Linked DNA regions of Mus musculus: region 2 is linked to region 1. Evidence: chromatin contacts called from public promoter capture Hi-C data. All regions are on one chromosome and are shown on one strand. The core of a region is the stretch at or near the end of the contact, and the rest is flanking DNA. Distances in the headings are between cores, read along the strand shown.

What was found. Promoter capture Hi-C pulls out the DNA fragments that hold promoters and counts their contacts.
Region 2: a contact with region 1 is called in a promoter capture Hi-C map of liver. The contact joins the promoter of Alb here to the enhancer-like site in region 1. A contact is called at or near these places in 2 of 39 promoter capture datasets (both in liver), 10 of 484 Hi-C or Micro-C datasets (brain, liver and nephron progenitors), 4 of 115 datasets of contacts at active chromatin or transcription factors (embryonic stem cells, fetal liver, hepatocytes and 1 more) and 3 of 9 other capture datasets (adipose tissue, liver and pancreatic islet).

Annotation. Positions count from the first base shown.
Region 1 is chr5:90,423,632-90,429,544 of GRCm38.p6, reverse strand. Gm35999 (a long non-coding RNA gene) reads right to left here. Exons shown (of 3, transcript XR_389325.2): 2 at 3,233-3,317. Among named protein-coding and RNA genes, the nearest start is that of Gm35999, 12 kb to the right of the region's middle. Within about 2 kb of position 4,199, at least 4 of the 459 cell types and tissues checked have an H3K27ac peak or open chromatin away from gene starts, as enhancers often do. A contact at or near this core is called in hepatocytes and liver, where this site is marked.
Region 2 is chr5:90,455,732-90,462,393 of GRCm38.p6, reverse strand. Alb (albumin) reads right to left here and starts at 1,524. Exons shown (of 15, transcript NM_009654.4): 1 at 1,381-1,524; 2 at 616-673. The coding sequence starts at 1,459. RefSeq lists enhancers at 1,525-1,544, 1,538-1,562, 1,565-1,588, 1,582-1,607, 1,617-1,636 and a promoter at 1,472-1,699.

The DNA of each region.
Region 1 (5,913 bases), core at 2,950-5,449:
ATGACAGCTTTAAGGAAATCTTTTTTGTCACATCAACGAAGGGAAAGGTGGAAAATAGGCAGAGCCTTTCAGCAGTGTCATGAATCCCTGCTGTTGTGGTGAGAGATGAGGCGCTGAGGCCTTCTCCCTGCAAGGCACCAGAGGATCAACTTAGAGCTTGGTTCTGAACAAGACCTTCCAGTTCATCTGTACTGAGTCCCTTCCTAAGCAAACGTCTGTTAGACGCACACGTCGGTGGGCACGGCTTCATCAACGACCCTCAGCTGAGGGGGAGCCCAACCATTGCAGAGGAGCCCCATCACAAGACACGGTGCTCAGGCCCAGCAGGAAAGAATTTGCTGCGTTCTACATGCCTATGAATGGACATGATCAATGACATGTGGTTAGCGTCTCCTATGTTGATCTCAGTGAAATGACATGACTCATGTGGCTCATGTTGCCCATCTTCTTCATGAATCAGTTGTTCATTTTCTTACTCGCTGGCAACCCATTTAATTGAAAAATAAAATCTTCATACAATATATTTTGATCATGATTTTTTTTCCCTACCCCAAGTCCTCCCAGATCATTTCCTATCTCGTTTCCTACCCACCCAACTTTATGGCTTTCTCTATCTCTCTTTAAAACAAAATAACAAAACAAAACCAAGAAACAAACACATGTGCATGCACACAAACACACACATAAAACCACAAAAAGAAAAATCGAAATAAACAAGCAGAAGAATAAATAACACTTCTTAGAATTGGGAACAAAACACCCATGGAAGGAGTTACAGAAACAAAGTTTGGAGCTGTGACGAAAGGATGGACCATCTAGAGACTGCCATATCCAGGGATCCACCCCATAATCAGCTTCCAAACGCTGACACCATTGCATATACTAGCAAGATTTTGCTGTAAGGACCCAGATATAGCTGTCTCTTGTGAGACTATGCCAGGGCCTAGCAAACACAGAAGTGGATGCTCACAGTCAGCTATTGGATGGATCACAGGGCCCCCAATGGAGGAGCTTGAGAAAGTACCCAAGGAGCTAAAGGGATCTATAACCCTATAGGTGGAACAACATTATGAACTAACCAGTACCCCAGAGCTCTTGACTCTAGCTGCATATGTATCAAAAGATGGCCTAGTCGGCCATATCTGGAAAGAGAGGCCCATTGGACTTGCAAACTTTATATGCCCCAGTACAGGGGAATTCCACGGCCAAAAAGTGGGAGTGGGTGGGTAGGGGAGTGGGGGGGAGGGTATGGGGGACTTTTGAGATAGCATTGGAAATGTAAATGAGGAAAATACCTAATAAAAATATTTTTAAAAAAGAATAAATAACACAAAACTTGCTTAAGAAAAAATAAGACAAAAAGTCTACAGAAATTGAGTTTGCTTTATGTTAACCAACTATTCCTCGTCATCGGGCCTTCCTGGAAATGTGGTTAATTTACGCAGTGAGACGCCATTGGAGGAAACTGATCCTAATTTTTCTTTCTTTTCTTTTCTTTTCTTTTCTTTTCTTTTCTTTTCTTTTCTTTTCTTTTCTTTTCTTTTCTTTTCTTTTCCTTTCCTTTCCTTTCCCTTCTCTTCTCTTCTCTTCCTTTCCTTTCCTTTCCCTTCTCTTCTCTTCTCTTCCCTTCTCTTTTCTTTTCTTCCCTCCACCCCCACCCCCCTCCCCCCCGTGAGTATCAGTTGCGTGTACTTCTTGGTGAGCGGTGTGTCCACTCTGCTCCAGCTTCTCAGTGCTAGGACCCCATCTGGCCTCAATCCGCGGAGCTCTCTGTGTGCTGCCACATCAGTCCGTTGCTTCCTTGGGCCCCTTCACCCACTCTGGCTCTGACAATCTTCCTGCCTTCCTCTTCACATAGTTCTCTGAACCTTTAGGAGACAGCGTAGTTGTAGACAACACATGTAGGATTAAGTGTTCCAAACTCTCTGCACAATCTTTTTTATCTCCTGACCAAGGATTTCCTTGCTCCTTTAAGTCAGCCATTTTAGTTTCAATTATTTCAATCCCTTTGTGCATTTTTCCCTCACCCTCTTTTTCTCTCTTTCATTTTGTTATAGTAACATATTAAATACACACACATAGTAACATATTAAATACATCAAATGACAAGTACTCTGAATAGTACCCCCAAATTTCTTTCCAGAATACCATATATATTTGTTACTATATATATTTATACTCACTAGGTATATTAACCACACTTCAGGAAAGGCCCCATACCTGGGAGCAGTTGACCAACACAAAGTAAACTCGGTAGTATTTTTGCTTTTTGTCTCATTTTGCTTTGTTATACTTCTTCCACTCAAAAATATATAATGTCAGAGAAATTGCAAGAAGGCCAAGACCAGGGTCTACAGTATGGTCTACACTGCAGGTTTCAGGCCAATCAGGGTTACATCTGAGATCCTTTCTCAAGTAAATAAATAAATAATAATAATACACCATTTCCTGTCAAATAAATTTCAAACTCTTATAATATACTAGGCTCTGTATTCAATTCTTAAAAGAAAGTAGGCAAAAAAAAAAAAAAACCAAACAAGTCCTCAAAATATGAATCGTTCACCCAATGTAGGATGATAAATGAGACCTTTTCTAAATCAGTGAAAAGCCAACAAAGTAGAAACACAAAACGTCAAAAGAAGGAAGTTTACATAATTGGTGTTTAATAAGCAGTCATCATGGCCAAGAGAGCCAAGCTTTTGTTAGGGCAAGAAGATATACAAAGAAGCAGGAATGGGGGAGGGGGGAGAAGGGGAGGAAAAGAAGAAAGAAAGAGAGAGAGAGAAAGTATGAAAAAGAGAGGAAAGAAGAAAGGAAGGAAGGAAGAGGAGGGAGGAGAAGGAGGAAGAGGAGAAGAAGAAGAATCAGCAGAAAGAGGATTAGGCATAGAAAGACCATCCATGCATTGGCAAACAAGAGTAATGATTGATTTAGACTGTCCTCGAGCTAGATGAAGGTAAAGATCTAGACAGCAGGAGACCAGTGAGGACAATAGAATGATCTGCAAAGATCTCGCCCTAAAGGCAGGGACAGAGACCAGGGATGTGGGTTTCAGCAGCAGATGTCCCAGGATCCAGCCAATTTACTGAAGACAGGAAGGGGAAGGAAGAGGCAAAATAAATAGACATAGGCATGAAAATAGACACACATTTATCATCTCTTTATTCAATGCATTAAGGAAATTTTAATTTTTATAGAAGAAATGCAAAAAGATAGAAATGTTAATATCTACCCATCATCATAGAGTGTCCAAGTGGCATTATCATCTTGGCAGTTTGGGCTCAGGAAGACTCTACTGTTTCATTTCATTCACATGCCTAGCAAAAGCAGAAGGAAAATGGTCTCACTCTGGACTGGTCTTTTGTTTGTCTTCTTTTCCAAACCTTAGATGTGAGATTCTGACTATAAATAAGAGACACTACATTCTTTTTGAGAATGAAATGGAAAGCATTTTGAGGAGAAGGAGAGGAAGTCATGAGGAATGAGGATAGGATGAGTGCACTCAGACCTAGCAGTCACTAAAGGGAAATCAAGAGGTAGGGATTCGGATAGACTGAAGGGAAAGCCAAAAGCCGTTGTCACTGCCTCTCACTAGAAACTCTTGAAAATGGTCCCAAAAAGTACCCATCTGGGCCAAAATGGCGAGACCCTCTGTAGAGCAGAAAGGACCATAATTACACGGTATTTAGGAAGCTCTTAAACTAGCAATGTCTCACCATCTTAGTCCTTTACCTTCATCTAGCCCATGTACCCTCTAAATCTATCATTCCCTCATGTTCATCCACGCTATAGCATTGAATCTTCTGTCTCTCTGTGTAGGGGGGAGGCATGTTATATGCATGTTTGCTTGTATGTACAGGTACATGTGAGAGAAAAAGAAATAGAGGAAGACAGTGCAACATAGAGACAGAGAGAGCTCATGTGGAAGCCAGGAGACAACCTTGAGTCCCATCCCTCTGGTAGCATACACCTCTTCATCTTTTCTTTTGAGAGAGTCTCTCACTAGCCTGGAGCTTGCCAAGTAGGTAGGCTAGCCAGCAGCTCTGTCTCCCCAGTTCTGGGACAACAACTGTGAGCCACCACACCGGGTTTTTTTTGTTTGTTTGTTTTTTGTTTTTTGACATGAGTTCTAGGGGGTCAAAGTCAGATCCTTGTGTTTGCGAAAAGCAAGTATTTGCTGACCATCTCCCCAGTCCCGAAACTGAATCTTAACAGTTCAGTCACATCCTAAACAAACAAGTAAGAGGTGTGTACAGTAAGCTCATGGGCCAGCAGATGGGAGTGAAGGAAGAGTTTTAGAACTTTGGTGGATTTGACTCACTTGTTATGAAATGTGACAACATCCAAATGTGGTCCCTGCAAAGCTTCACCCTGGGCTTAAGTGCAGAAGGCACTACGGCATGGGCAGCTACACAGGAATTCAAGTGTCCTCAAAGGATCATTCACACTCCTAGATCAGATAGCCTGTGATAGGATAGGATCCTGAGGAATATGCAATCACATTAAAATAAAGACTAAAAATAGTCTCAAGTGAAAGAATAGGCCCTTCTGTATTTGGCAAGTTTGGTAAGTTAAATCCTAACCATACTTTGTGTTAGCCCCAAATCAGAAGTGAAGTCCTGGCCACTGCCATCACTCTGCACAGCGTTAAGTCATCATGATGATGCTGCCTTGAGATAAGAACATGGTGTTCTGAGCAGATCTCGGGCACAATGGCCCAAACCATGTTAGAAGGTAACAGTCCCTTTGGCAAGAGTTTATCAGAAAGTCCAATGTCACATGGAAAATTCATCTAGAACATTCACAACATGTCTTATCCTGGAGAACCCACCCACGCATGTTTATCTATTCTGTGTTCTTCTACGAACCTCACCAGTTCTCGAAAATTTGTTGACTCTGGCCACAAAAATACTAACCACTTAGAGGTTAGAGGTCACTTAACACCAAATTAAAACTTGCCAATACCACCCCAGGAGAGCAGCAAGGAAGGCACCCTTCTTTCTGCTTTTTGTCCATTCTTGTCAACCTTGTCCATATCGTTTCCCATACACTTTCCATGTTTCTCTCATTTCAAAAAGACCTCTGGCATTTATCACTGGCACAAGGGTTACTGATTGCTCATCTCTGGTATGACTCTCCTTTCCTGGGGAGAATTTCTTAGATCATTACTTTCTTCTAGCTTTTCTCTCCAATGGGATTTGGAAATCTCTTGCTTCTCAGGCAGGGAATGTAAGGGGGAAAATAATCAGAAGTATTTGCCATTCCAAAGTTACTCTGACGAATATGCTCCAAACACATGACATCATTACCTGGAGGAAACCGTCCTAGCCTCCCATGTTCCTCAGGATGTCGGCAGAGTAGCAGAACACGCTTAGTAAAGCACATTCTTCAACAGAATCCCACACTGTGAATGATCCAATCAATTTAAAAATGAACTTCCACTTGCCTAAATGCTCTCCAGAGTGTGCCAACTCAAGAAAATACTTCTCTATATATGGAGAAAAATGCCTTATGTGTCATATGACCTCAATAGACATGAGAGGAGACCACTCTACCACCATTTTACTAAATTAATGTACTTTCGAAGTGAATTCTAAACACTTATCCTTATACCCACAGAGAAGTGTAGCTCTTGCCATTATTAAAGAAGCTTCGACGTACAGCAGATGAAGGCTGCTCCATCTATGGACTGAGGCTTTTCCATAATGTGTGTAAGAGATGCACATCTAGTCAAAATGCAGAGAGTGCAGACTATGGAGTGCCCAGCCTAACTTCAGTGTGACTCTCACACCTACAGCTCAGGAAACATCCTAGAGAATGGGGACAGAAAAGATATAAGAGCCAGAGGACCAGGATGCCTGCCGTGAGACAGTGACTTCTAGGAATGGTAGGGATGCTTCATTCATAAAATCT
Region 2 (6,662 bases), core at 275-2,774, 36 kb before region 1:
TTGTTTCTTTTCTAACCATATACCTCTGTTATTTGGAATACATGATACTATTGACCTTCTAAAAATAAATTAATTACTCATTTTTTTACTACATTAAAACATTACTAAGGTTGGAGATGTGACTTAAGTATAGACCCCTTACTTCACATGTATAAGGTTTCAGTACTACAAAGAGACAAAATAATGTTCTCAAGATACCATGAGATCTTATTGCATTAAAAGTTAGTAAGTGAGCTGCCCCCAAAACTATAGTTCATAGACCTTTCCAGAAATAAAAAATAAGATTCCAGACTTAACAAGTTAGATGTGGGCTCCAGATTCTCTCTCCAGGAAAGGAGCTACTAGCCACACATGGCTAGATACATTCAATTAAAATTAACTATTATTTGAATGTGTGCTTCTCAGTTACACTTGCCATGTGCAAAGTGCTTGATAGCCTTGTGATCTCTGGCTGCCACATTGCTCAGCACAGATCCACAGTCTTTCTGTCAATGCACACATTTCTACTGGACAGCACTGCTCTACAATTCTCACACTCAAGGTGGAAAAAGGTGTTTTAAAACTTTAACTAATACTACCAGAAATATTAAGTGGGCTTTCAGCATTATAACTTACAGGCCTTTGAAATGTTGTTCTCCCAAATCATTATACCGATGGGCGATCTCACTCTTGTCTGTGGAAACAGGGAGAGAAAAACCACACAACATATTTAAAGATTGATGAAGACAACTAACTGTAATATGCTGCTTTTTGTTCTTCTCTTCACTGACCTAAGCTACTCCCTGAAGATGCCAGTTCCCGATCGTTACAGGAAAATCTGAAGGTGGCAATGGTTCCTCTCTGCTACACTCAAAGTTATATTTTTTCACCAACATTATTATTTTTAAAACCCGTTAAGTGTTTATATCTGTGCATTCAAACTCAAGATTTAGTGTTTCTGTCATGTTTGTAAATATCTACTAAGACAATGGTAAATAAGAAATAAAGGTAAATATAAATGGAAACTCCATTTATAAAATTAGTAACACACACTTTTAATTTTTAGTATAGCATGGTCGAGCAGGCAGGCCCTATGAGACCGTAATAAATTCAACTGTATCCAACGTAATTTGAGTCATTCTGCCTAGCATTTTTTTTTAATTAAAAGAAATTTAAAGCTAAGCTTTCAAAATCCCCCATTATTGTCATCAAAGATACCAAAAATATATCAATAATATAACCACCTAAGGGTTCTCAGATGCAAATAATGACAATAATAACAACAACAACAGTAATAATAATCTAGAAATCAGCACTAAAGGAAAATTTAACTATTTTAAAATACCAGGCTTCCATTACTAGAAAAATACAAGCAGAGATGAAAAAACATAAAACTCTTACGTGCTTCTCGGCGAAACACACCCCTGGAAAAAGCAGAGCCGGAGACGAAGAGGAGGAGGAGAAAGGTTACCCACTTCATTTTGCCAGAGGCTAGTGGGGTTGATAGGAAAGGTGATCTGTGTGCAGAAAGACTCGCTCTAATATACTTCTTTAACCAATAACTGTAGATCATTAACCATACTTACCTCGCATTTCATTGGTTCCTACCCCATTACAAAATCATACCATCTTTGCCAAAAAGTTGTTTGACTAAATCCCTTGCGTATGTTTGCCATCTGGAGCTGTTCCCCTCTAACCCCACCCCCACCCCCATGCACAAGACTTTGTCCATTCATTAAAGTTATGTAAAACAGCAAATTTTACATAAGAGCTTAATCTCTTTGTCTCCCATTTGAGCATTTCAGTGTGGGCCTTGGCATGGAAGCATGCCACATTTAAAAGCTAAGAACTGAATTGCATAGGTTGTTCATCCCAAATATGCTTTTATGTACAGGTAATGAAGAATGTGTATGAGGGAGGGGTGGGTCTCATTATAGGGCTTCCAAGTCTTTCTCATCTTTTTAAAGTTAGAATCTTCCATAAAGCACACAGTGTCTCAAATGTGAACTGAGAAGAAGCCAGAGCAATAAAAAACAAGTGCAGAGGACTTTCAGAAGTCTTGTGTCCCCACCCCATGCTCAGGCTATGTGTGAAACGGGTCTGGAGTAGAATGTTTTCATCTAACATGAACCTCTTTCTCGGGGTGCTTTAGAGGAGACACTAGAACAGGCACTCCAATGACAGTGATGATGGTCTTTGCCATCGTAACATACTTCCTCTAACACCACAGGATAATAATTAGTAGCAGACCAGTTATCTCACTTATGAGTCAGTCAAGACTACATCCAAATCAACCCCATGGTTCCTAAATATACAGGGACTATTCAGTGACAAGAAGGAGAAGAGGAAGGAGGAGAAGAAGGAAAAGGAGGAAGAGAGGAGGAGGAGGAAGAGGAGGAGGAGGAGAAGCATTCTTCTTTATATCTGGTTATACAATGAAAGAAATCTATGTCTTATGACCTCATCTTGTGTCCTCATCTTCAGAAAGGTGTACAAATTCTGTAATCAACCACAGGAGTCAAGGCAAAATGAAGGAGAAGGGAAAAGTGTTTCCTTGCTTGTTTTATCACTCAAAAGAGTCCTGAAATGGAATAACAGACTAGCCTCTACACAGATGAACAGAATGATAGATAGATAGATAGATGATAGATAGATAGATAGATAGATAGATAGATAGATAGATAGATAGATAGATGATAGATGGATAGGGAGGTAGGTAGGTAGATAGATAGATAGATAGATAGATAGATAGATAGATAGATAGATAGATAGATAGATAGATAAAGTCTGCCCATGGAATAACTTCTACTGAGGGTGAGGGTGGGTGGCAGAATTAAGCCAAAACCCCATCCTGGAAAAGAAAAAAAGAAACTAAACAGAAGAGATAATTCTTTCTTGGATCAATTCCTCTTTAAACTTCCTAGAAAGAGTAGTCACTATTTATTTGAAGACAGTAGTCATGCCTAGTCCTGTCCTGGTGTGGGTCTTGATAAACATAAACAAGTATGTAATGCTTAAGTCATTGAATGTATTTGTATTATTAACTCACAAGTACTATATAGTTATATGTAATATTGTGTTTAAGTATAATATTGTGTTATTAACTCAGGCTTTTAGCACTCTCACATGTACTATGTATACTATATATACTTTTGTTTGACAATTAAGTAAAAAAAAAAAAAAAAATCATCTATGCAGCCAAAGCCTGGAGAGAAAAGCATCAGAATGAAGTAGGCGCTTGAGCTGGTTTAGTGACTGATGAAGCTCCAATACTTTTAAGACATAAATTAATAACAACTGAGCCTCTCCTTAGCAGTACTAACTCAATGCCTTACTCGGGCATGTTCTAATTAATCTTTAGCAGCCGAGAATTAAAGTGCTTAATTCTTGACACAGTCTCCGTGCTCACAGATCATTTCAACTGAAGAGAAACACTTGAGCAGTTGCATCTGGTGAGTAAGAATTTATACTCTTCCTTCTGAAACTCCTGGCACTCGTCCTATATGTAGACTCTATACTGAGAGGAATGAAGCCACATAATTATTAGTTACTTCTAGACATCCTGTTTTTCAAGCTTTTAAACTCGATGGTTAGTCAGTCATCAAAAGAGTTTGGCAGGAGCATAAATGCAAAAGTTAAACTAAAGGTTTAGTTTCTGAATAAAGAGAAAATAGCTCAAGTGATCTTTGAGTGTTTTCTCGTGCTTGTGGGAGGACTTTAAAAATGAAGAGTAGCTGAGATGATTTGTTGTTTGGAAAGTATGGTCCTGTGCTCGTCATCTAGAAGGGAACAACAACAACACACACACTCACACACACACACACACACACACTCAAACACACATACATACTCACACACACTCTCACACATACACTCCTGCTGAATACAAATGTGACTGGGAATTAAACCTGAGCTTCAATTTTTTCAATCCCTTGTTTTCTCCTTATACTATCACCTCTTTGTTGTTTCCTTCTGTTTTGCTTTTCTTATTTCTTTTGCATTCGTTTTTGATAGGATGGTTTTCCCAGTTTTCCCAGCTCTCTCTCTCCTTCCTATTTCTGGAACGTCTCTAACTTCTTTCAAGCCATCCTGGCCATGTGACAACCTTGGTCCAGCCTGCATGCTTCTTCCCCCATGATCCTACAGTACTTCTGGATCTCCTCTTAAAAGTAAAATCAGAAGCCAGGCGTGGTGGCGCACGCCTTTAGTCCCAGCACTGGGGAGGCAGAGGCAGGTGGATTTCTGAGTTCGAGGCCAACCTGGTCTACAAAGTGAGTTCCAGGACAGCCAGGGCTATACAGAGAAACCCTGTCTCAAAAAATAGAAAAAAAAAGGAAAACCGGTCCAGAAAAATAAACAGCTGTATCTAATAATGTCTTCAAAATTTCACCACAGATTTTCTAGAAATAGTGACTTCACCTCTATCCACTGTAAAATGTAGAAAATTTGGTTTAATTTTGAAGAAAAATGGGGACACGAAGTCTTTTCTCCACACTTTTCCTATTGTTGAGTGGGCATATGCAGCTCCCTCCTATTCTGCGGGGCCAGAAATGCTTTATAAAAAATGGGAAGTGGAAGACCACTAAGCATCAAACTCAACAACTGAAACATAATAAGCAATTTGATTTCTCATTCAATATAAAAATATATTTTCCAACAAAAGTAAAAAAATGTCCAAAGTTTTCTCATGCAAATAAACACTGTAATTCAAACATTAATTGTTCCTTGTCATCCCCATATGTGAAGCCTTCCATGCTCCCAAACTATATCCACTTAAAATATTGAGAATATTGATTGTGCTAGAGGTTTCCTTGTAGATAAGAGTTTATATCACAAAAACTTACACAGTTCAGTACTAAGTATTTTTTCAATGGGCCAGCAGTTGGCCAGCTGATAGAAGTAATGCTATGAAAGATGTTCAAATAACAACCAACTCAGTTGATGAATCCAGAAACTCCTGGCTCTTAGATTGCTCAATCTTCCCAAACAGGTTCATAGAAAACCAGTGGTAGAAAGGTCTGAGTTCACAATTGATGGGTCTGGGATAGAACATTGATCCCCATAAACAGTCTATTCCTAAACACCTGGTGCCTCAAAGACGATTTCAAAACAGCCCAAATATAAGCATCAACTGCTGAGAATCTTCATCTCTGTGTAGGTCTGGGTATCAAACCCAGGGCCTCATGCCATGGCAGGCAAAGGCTCTATCACTGGGTTATGACTTTAGCCCCTTAAGTGTTGAGGCTCTGAGGAGGGTGTCCTTCAGGCCTTATGGTGACAAACACATTTAACAATGGTATATTGATACTATATACAGCAGAAATTGTTTTAAGATAATGACCCACTATATGGACAAGCAGAATGAACAGTATTAACGTGAATGTGGCTTGAACAGGTGGTTTACAATTAAAATGACAACAGGGTTTCACCTTTTGGAGAGAGGCTTAAACATTTAGAGATGGTTTGTAAAGGGGATGCATAGAATGGGTCGTGGGCCTGCCTGAACTAGAGCAATCAAAGGAAAAAATTCTGGATGAATTGAATAATGTAACACCAAACTCTATCACCCCCTTGATGCCGGTCAAAAGCAGACAAAGAATTTTTAACATGGACAAACTTAGTAACATGCTTTGCTGTGGTCAGATTCAATCAGTTAAATAAAGACACTGGCTATTCTATCTGGGATGCTGTGGAGGTAGAGAGCCCAGCATTGTTTGGAGATAAAAAACATTGCATGTCACTTATGTGCAGAAACTCAAAAAAAAAATGACTCAGGGCCTTCTGAGTGAGAATCTTGATAGGGAGGGATGCAGGAGTGGAGAGAATGGGCCTGAGGAAAGAGCACGTCATGCTGGAAAAGGACGCCAAGCTTTGCTACCTGAGAAGATTACTGTACCATGCCTGCTGACATCTCTGTAATCCCAGCACTAATGAGGCAAGATGTGGTATCACAGACTTATGGCCAACCTGGGCTAGATGGTTACAGGAATTCTATCTCAAGAAGAGAACAAGGGAAATGCCGGAATGTAGACATAGATGCAAACGAGTGTACAGAGGCTGGTCTCCGAGGACAGGGCCGGTGAGAAAAATGTCTTCTGAAACTAAGCAGACTCAGCAGGTTTTCTTATACCCTTGTTCATTCAAGTATGTGTGTGTGTGTGTGTGTGTGTGTGTGTGTGTGTGTGTGTGTTTGTGAACAATAGTAACTGAAGAAATAAAGCATGAATTTAGAAGGAGTGGGGGTGAGAACAAAGAGGTAGTTGGGGGTAAGAAAGGAAAGGAACAAAAATTTGTAAATACAGTACATTTATATGAAAGTAAAAAAAAATAATGGCTAATGGAGCTGTTGGTGTGTGTGTGTGTGTGCACATGTGTGCATGTTTCTTGACACATTTTCACTGTACATTATTCTGACTTGTATAAGGGCATCTTTGTATCAGTACATAGTAAACTGTGAGTTTATTCCTCTTAACGCATCACCTCCCTTTCATTATCTCTCCCATTAGTCTCCTTTATTCCTTGAGACCACTTTGCTTCCGGGTCATATATGTTGTATTCATGATTTTATATATTTTACTTCTGCTTCCCGGTTGTATATACATGCATGATTTTATATATCTGCCCCAAACCTAGGAACCACAAATGAGAGAAAATACAGAATATTTGTCTTTGTAAGGCTGACT